2 separate regions of the Triticum aestivum genome follow, and region 2 is linked to region 1. A link is a contact called in public Hi-C data. All regions are on one chromosome and are shown on one strand. The core of a region is the stretch at or near the end of the contact, and the rest is flanking DNA. Distances in the headings are between cores, read along the strand shown.

Evidence for each region. A called contact is a pair of places that touch in the nucleus more often than the background predicts.
Region 2: a Hi-C map of leaf shows a contact between it and region 1, with 5 times the contacts expected there. The contact joins the promoter of LOC123080149 here to the promoter of LOC123080147 in region 1. A contact is called at or near these places in 2 of 5 Hi-C or Micro-C datasets (both in leaf) and 1 of 1 datasets of contacts at active chromatin or transcription factors (leaf).

The regions. Positions count from the first base shown.
Region 1 is chr3D:517,930,769-517,934,549 of IWGSC CS RefSeq v2.1, forward strand. It overlaps LOC123080147 (5' exonuclease Apollo), which reads right to left and starts at 1,607. Exons shown (of 5, transcript XM_044503034.1): 1 at 1,337-1,607; 2 at 1,141-1,246. The coding sequence starts at 1,534. It overlaps LOC123080148 (bidirectional sugar transporter SWEET1a), which reads right to left. Exons shown (of 6, transcript XM_044503035.1): 6 at 3,178-3,675. The coding sequence ends at 3,436.
Region 2 is chr3D:518,132,648-518,136,428 of IWGSC CS RefSeq v2.1, forward strand. LOC123080149 (probable membrane-associated 30 kDa protein, chloroplastic) reads right to left here and starts at 1,828. Exons shown (of 12, transcript XM_044503038.1): 1 at 1,590-1,828; 2 at 1,366-1,509; 3 at 766-866; 4 at 562-672; 5 at 209-273; 6 at 47-128. The coding sequence starts at 1,468. It overlaps LOC123075172 (galactose mutarotase), which reads left to right and starts at 3,233. Exons shown (of 3, transcript XM_044497839.1): 1 at 3,233-3,481; 2 at 3,570-3,619; 3 at 3,734-3,781. The coding sequence starts at 3,277.

The sequences.
Region 1 (3,781 bases), core at 357-2,856:
GAGCAAGCTTGTAGCTACCTTGTTGAGATAGTGATCATGCGGAGACCCCGCAGAGCAGGACTAGGGGTGTTATCTCCTAGGAGAGCCCCGAACCTGGGTAAGATTCGCCGGCGTAGGCGATCTCGCCCAATCCCGTTTCTAGAGCCTGGCGACGTACTTATGTCCCCATCCATGATAAGCCATCCCTTGGCATATGTCGCTCCATATCCCCGACAAGATAATAACATCATTTTGTGCATTCATTTTTCCATCGTTAGACATGCCTGGGGTGCACCAAAATGTGTTTTGGATATTGACATTGAGATAAGTTCAGTAGCAAATTTATATGGTTGGGTGCTAAATTTGCAAGGGTCTCACAGGGGGCGGTTAGCTGTAGGGTAGCTGCTCACATTTTGTTGATTTGGACATATCATAATGCAGCTTGCTTTCGTAACGTGTTTCCTTATGACCCAACTAGTCTTGTAGCGAAAACGGCTCATTGGTTGAACTTTTACTCTGGATTACATAAAGGCATAAAGCAGGTGTGCGCTCAATGCAGTGCTGAGGGGCAAGCTTATTTCTGCAACTGGTGTTTGAGTTCTTCAATCGGAGGCGGGGGTCAGCGCTGATGGTTGAGGATTGCCGTAACTGAGTGTTTCTGGTGAGCGTAGCTGGGAATCATCGGCCGTGGTCCATGGAGACACTTTGAGGCAAACGCTTTGCATCTGTATCTCGTTTTTGTGGTGCTCTTTTGGTCCGGCTATTATGCTACTGTTGTGCTTCTAAAAACGTTGAGAGCCTGCTTAGATCTCCCAGTAGCTGCCAAGGGTGATGCTACACCGGGAGGGGCTAGCTTGATGATGTGGTGTTTCATTTTGCATTTGAGAACTTGGGAGCTGACTATTTATCAGTTTCAGAAATGAAAGCAGTACTGATTTATGCACTAGCAAGTTGAATCTTAGGTACGATGCATTTCAGAACTTGGGAGCTGGCTGTTTATCAGTTTCAGAAATGAAAGCAGGATTGATTTATGCACCAGCAAGTTCAATCTTATGTACGGCGCATTTGTAGTAGTAGGATTGATTTATCCACTAGCAAGCTCAATCTTACAGAGTGCTGTAACACGATGAGCAGACCAAACAAGGATAAAACAACAATTACCAGGGCAGTGGTTGGCATCGTACGCGGTGACGGAGAAGGCGCCGGCGGGGTCATCCACCTTGAACGTCCTCCCCACCTCGACCTCCACGAACTCCCCCTGGTCCAGCTGCAACACGGCCGCACCGCGCGAGAAATCTCAATCCACCGCAGCAAATTCAAAATCTACCGCGTCTCTCTGGGAGACAGGCTAAGGTACCTGGGGAAAGTGGCGGAGGGCGAGGGACAGGGTGAGGCGGGTGGCGTAGAGGGCGCCTCCTCCGGGGTCGGCCCCGGCGCCGGCGCCGACGAGGTGGTCCCGGTGCGCGTGGGTGAGGAAGCGGTGGCGCCGGCGGCGGGAGGAGGGGCCCCACGTGTCCACGGCGAAGGGGAGCCCCCGCGGCATCTCTATCGGCATCCTCCCCGGAACTTTGTGAAATTGCGGGCGGGCCCTCCTCCGCTTCCTCGGAAGCGCGCCGCTTCGTCGGGAGTTGGTTGGGTCGGTTTTATATTCCTCGAGTGGGAAGAGTGTTCTCCTTCCGCTGGAAGGAAGAGAAATGGGTTCGTGGATTCGGGTTCTCACTTCAGTTTAGTGGCCGGACCGAGGCCCAGGACCCGCTAACTTGCCGCCTTTGCTAAGTTCGTAAGTTGGCTGGCACTGACAGGTGGGCCCACATGCCAGTGCTCTGTCTTTTGCCCGCCAGGGCTTGGGCCTTCCCATTCTGCTTCCTCTGGGCCTAACAACTAACTATTGCAATTTCAAAGTTCAAAAAAAAAAAAAACTCGGTCCAGTGGAATGGATGTAATTGTATGGATGCGGCTATTCTGCACCCGGGCTCAGATGAGGCCGGATGTGAACAGTAAAAGCGTTTGAAATAGTAAAAAATGTAAATAATTTTGTGATGCAAGATGCTTATGTGCGTGTTGTCCGTGTAAAATTTGGTGAAGTCTGGACATTCGAGGAGCTCGTGATGAAAAAGATAGATTTTGGGTGTCTGAGAAACTTTTGAAAACAACACTATTCACATATGATTTTGACTTTTTTGTCAGGACCTCCTCGAATGTTCAAACACCCCGAAATTTTGCAGCTCCTCCAATGTCCAAACACCTGAATTTTTGCATGAACATCACGCCTTTGAGCATTTTGCACCACCCAAAAAAAATCATTTTTTTTATTTTATCGGGTGTAGATGAGCCCGGGCAAACAAGTTGAATTTTCGTCTTAAAGCATCTTCTGAGATTCTGAAATTATGGGATGAAAGTACAAGCGTCCTGTACTGCGCACAAAACACAAGAGGGGCATTCACGCGCGCCCCTCCTCTGCCGCACGCCACGCCTCGTCGTCACGACGCGCCGCGGGTTGCTGAAACGTTTTGCTGTAGTATCCTCTTGCCACCGTTCCGAACCACTGAGCTTATGTCGGGACAGTAGGCCTCCGAAATCTCACCTCTTTGAGTCATGTACGGGAGAAGGGTGATAAGGTGATAAGGTTTTTGGGAGCGCTCTGCGTGACTACTGACCAGATCATCACGGACGCTCAAGACACCACGACGACTTCTTCCCCGGCGTCGACAACCTCTTCAACAACATGGCTGGCGAGGATGTCGACCCAAGACCAATGCTTCTGCTGCTGTTTCGTACGTTCTTATGCTCTTTCTGTTTGAGGTTATGTTTGCTCTAGATGTGTTTGGTTCTAATTCATATATGCAGATGCTATTACCTTCTCTCTGTCAGATTGCATAACTTGTTTTATCTCTGCTATATTAGTCATACTTTATCTAGTATTTCTGTTAATAAAATTATTCGGTAAATTGCTCATATTTCCAACAAAATGTACGTACGTATAAAGTCATCAAGAATCAAATCAAGAAGGCAGATACCGACAATCAAAATGACAGCGTTGGACGGCAAGACACATTCAAACAGCACGGTCCGAACGGATGCGAGTGGTTTAAGAGTCCGCGTTGGAGATGCTGGTTTATTTATGAGAGGAAAGCAAAAGTTTCTTGGGTTTGTTTCCAGGGGGCAAAAACCAACTTTGATCTTTGGAGGAGTACAACACACAGAAACAGAGCAGAGGTAATTCACACTTGCAGTTACAATTTGAGATTTTCGGAGTACTGTCTCATAGCTCTCCCGTAGGCTGGCCTTTGGGGAGAGAGCACCAGCTTTCTGGCAAATGTACGTACGTACCATGTCAAGAAACAAATCAACAAGGCAGACACCGACGATCTGCTTAGCATAACAGCTCTACCAACTAATTAAGCAGCGGCCTTATGCTGCTGTCACCTCATGCACACTCTCTCTGTGCAGCGGCGGCTACACCTGGGCGGCGACCTTGTCGACGACGGCGGTGTCGTCATTGACCTTGATCTTTGCCTCGCCCATCTCCACCGCCGCGGCCGCCTTCTTGGCGTCCTCCACCTCGTCGGCCTCGTCGCCGGCGTCCTCCCCCTTGCCGGCCGGCACGGCGCCGGCAGCGGGGCCCTTGTTCTTCCGGTAGATGGCGTAGAGGATGAGCTGCATCAGGCCCAGGAAGCTCCCGCACCCGTTGGGGATCTGCATGCATGCGCGCGCGTAAAAATACGTGTCAGCTTCTTTTTTTTACTTTTGAACTACATGTTGTACTCCAGCAATGCGCCGCATGTCTCGCTGGAGCATTCAA
Region 2 (3,781 bases), core at 578-3,077, 200 kb after region 1:
CTGGGCAGACATTTGATCCAGCACACTAGATCTATAAGATGCTTACAGCATATGATTTACGCCGTTTAAGGGCTTCACGAGCAAGATCCTCTTCACCCTTTTGAAGAGCAAGTTGAGCCCTCCGATACCTAAATTTAATAAAAATGGCACTGTAAAACAAACAGACGACAGGAATCAAATGTAAGCTTATAGTTACCAATAACATTACCAATCAGCATCAGCTTGTTCGGCAGCTTTGTACTTGTTCTCAGGCCTCTTTTGAGATGCCAAGACCTTCCAAAACCAAAAACCATGTTATAAGGTTGAATGCAACAGAATATTGTACAATAGGCTCGTATTTCCATTTTACATCTATATACATGGCACCCTCTGTGACAAGAAGATCCCACAGAAGCTAGAGATTCAAACTAACAAGAAGCTGGTAACACAAGAGGCAGCTAACCAAAACTAGCATCAACACCACAATTTTTTGTATTAGTGGCAACAACAGCAGAACTGAAGTTGTTAAAAATGTACTGTCACTGGTGCAGTTTTAGGATTATAACAATAAACACAACAAACCTGTGCAGTGGCTTGCCGCATCTTTATTAAATCATCATTCATCTCCAAGACCGCTTGATCTAGGATCTTCTCAGGGTCTTCAAATGAACTCAGAATTGCATTTGCATAGGACTAGAAAAACCAGCAAGGCACAAGCACTTAGTTAAATAAACACAAAACTATGCTACCGTGTAACGAAATATTGGCTGAAATGGCCTTACTCACCCTGACAACCCTAGTTAGTCTATCGAAGAGGTTACTCCGTATGGCGTTGCACTTAAATCTGTTGACATTTGATTGACGTACTTGCACAGCTCGAAGAGAAACTGCAGAGGATGTAGTTAACTAGAGGTCATCAACATGGCCATTGGCACAACACCAAATAACTACAAATATGAAATTCGATAAGCTCTCTACTGCAAACATATTAATGTATGTTACCAGCACGAGTGACTGCCTGAGCATGTAAGCTAAGAAGATTAAGAGACATGATAAAATGTAAATATCTGGCATGCTTTAATAGTACATGATATAGTTTGTAGCTGGAACCGCAAATTAGCATGGAATGGCTTCAATGAGCATGCTATTGGAGATTTGGAGGTCAATCCGGTTCGTTTCAGAGCAGGTTCCACAACCATAAGGAAACAATAATCACAATCTCCAAAACCTTCGGCCTATCAACCTTCCAATTTGGACCTCTACGCTAGCATAGGTGTACTCGCTAAACTAGCTAACCGAATCCACAGCTACAAGTTTATTACAGCAATCTCTGCCACAAAGCACATGAAACATGGGGGGAGCAGGGCACGAACTCGAGAAACGCACCGCTGCCGCTGAGGAAGGAGGTCCGGAGGGCGACCGGGCGGAAGCTGGCGGTTGAAGGCGGCGTCGCGAGCCTGAGGCTCGTCGGCGGGGCCCTAATCTCCATCGATTCGGGGCGTAGCGGAGGACCAGATGGAGAGAGGAACCCTAGAGTTGCAGACCCTGGGATTTCAGAACCTATGAATCAATGGATGAAGCAAAGAGAAGATCGTGAAGAGGAAGCGTACCTGGAGCTCCTGTGGCCGGAGATGGGATTGTTGGGGCTCGGGGTCGCCGGAGACTGGCGGCGCGGCTCACCTGACAGGGAGAGCGGCTTGGGTCGATTTCAAGGATTGTTTGGTGAATCGGCTGCGGAACGGGGGCGTTGTCGCAAAAGTGGCTGAGCCCTCTCCACCACCCCGATCTGGACGGTACACGCTAGATCGGGCGGCACACGAGCTCGCTCTGTGTGTGCCGGTCGGCCGGTGCATCACGCAATGAAGTCAGTGCTTCAAAAAAAGCGAGTGCTGTTTTACACGGGCCGGACCGGGCAAAGACCTGCCTGAAAATGCCAGGCCTGGGCCTGGCATGATGGCCCAAAAGTACACATTGCCTTAGCATTTTGGAGACATTCTCTAAAATAAAAGCATTTTAGAGACATTAATTTTATTATTGTACAATAAGTGGAATAATTGTATACAACTTGGAGGAAAGCTTCAATGAGAGGTATGGCGGATCTTGAGAGAGGTGAACACCCTGTCTTGAACGCCCCGACAGCTGGTTTTGGCCGGCGCATCTGACTTTCTGCCATGAACGGAGAGAGAATAACCACTGAAGCTCACAACTTGGGGTGGTCCGCGATTCACATTCTATGCTTGAATATGGGAACCACCATTAGATGGCTTAATAGGTATGATGTGTTGGCGAAGTTTTGGCTCCTGAGCTCATGTGCACCCGGATAAACAAATGCATAAGTAAGGATTAACAATAAACATGTTCACTTGTTCTAGTTGCATGCAAATTTTCAAGGAGAAATGACATTGATGTTGCTCCATAAAAACTATAGTGCTACGAAAAGCTTATTTTGAAAGTTTTTTAAAGCACCTTTTTTTCTCAGACCACCACAAATGTTGTTTCTTCACCAATTTTTGCACAGTCAAAACAAGCATACAAGTTAGTTACCAGAAAATAGATTTCATTTTTTTTGTCATTTTCCTTGATTTTATTGTCCATCCGGGTGCACACGAGCTCAGGCTTAGAATTGAATTTCTGTTAAAAGCACGAACTATATTGCACACTAAGAGGATGGTTTGTAAGGTTGAAATATATTGCACAAACCGATATTGTCAATAGAATTTCATGTAATAGTAAAAAAATACAGTGCAAACTAAGCATTGAACTCCTGCTAAAAATACAATCGCACCTCTGGCAAAAGTACTCCCTCTGTAACTTAATATACGATGTCGTCGCAAAAAAAAAACTTAATATAAGATGTTTTTTTACACTGTCATGGACTCTAATAACGTCTTATAAAATGTTACAGATACATACATGATTGTCAGAGCAATTAGTCGCTTTTGGCAGTGGCTTGCATTCCCTACGCAGTGACCTGTGATGTGAACAAAAAGCAGTGATTTTCAAGTAGTCGTGGCGGAGATAGCCACGTCCGGCTATGCTGCAGCAAAATGATCCGAGGGTCAGGAAGGCGTTGCGCCTATGGAGTAGAGCCTGATAGTTGCCGTTTTTCACGTAACAGTCAAATCTGGTGGTTCGATTCAACCTGCATGGATCAAGGCAGCGTCTGTTATCCGATCCATCCTTCCCTGTTGACTAGGGCAGTCGTTGCTCTCTCTGGAGTGCTAACCACCCTCCTCTATATATACCGGAGGAAACAAGAGTATACGCAGCTGAAAGGCGGCATTTTGAGAGAGAATCATGGCGGCGATGAGCATGAAGACGATGATGGCGTTAGCGCTGCTCCTGTGCCTGGCCGTGGCCGCGTCGCTGGGAGGCGTGGAGGCGAGGAAGCACCCGGGGAAGGAGACCCTGGGGTACTACGAGCTGCGCCGGGGCGAGTTCTCCATGGTGGTCACCAACTGGGGCGCCACCATCCTCTCCGTCCGACTCCCCGACAAGAACGGTACTGGCTGCTCTTAGGACGTATTCCCTTGATTATGTTTCTTGTTGAGATGGAGATGCTGATCGATGCATCCATGGTTAATTGGCAGGGCGCATCGACGACGTTGTTCTTGGGTACAAGACCATCGGAGGTTATGTGGTGCGCTGCTTGATCTTGAACTGTTTACTTAACCTCGGTGGTGGTGGACTGGTGGTGCCGCCGACATTGATTCGTTTGTTTGATCCTTTCTTTCTTTTTTTCTTGACGACGCAGAATGACACCACCTACTTCGGCGCGCTGGTGGGGCGGGTGGCGAACCGG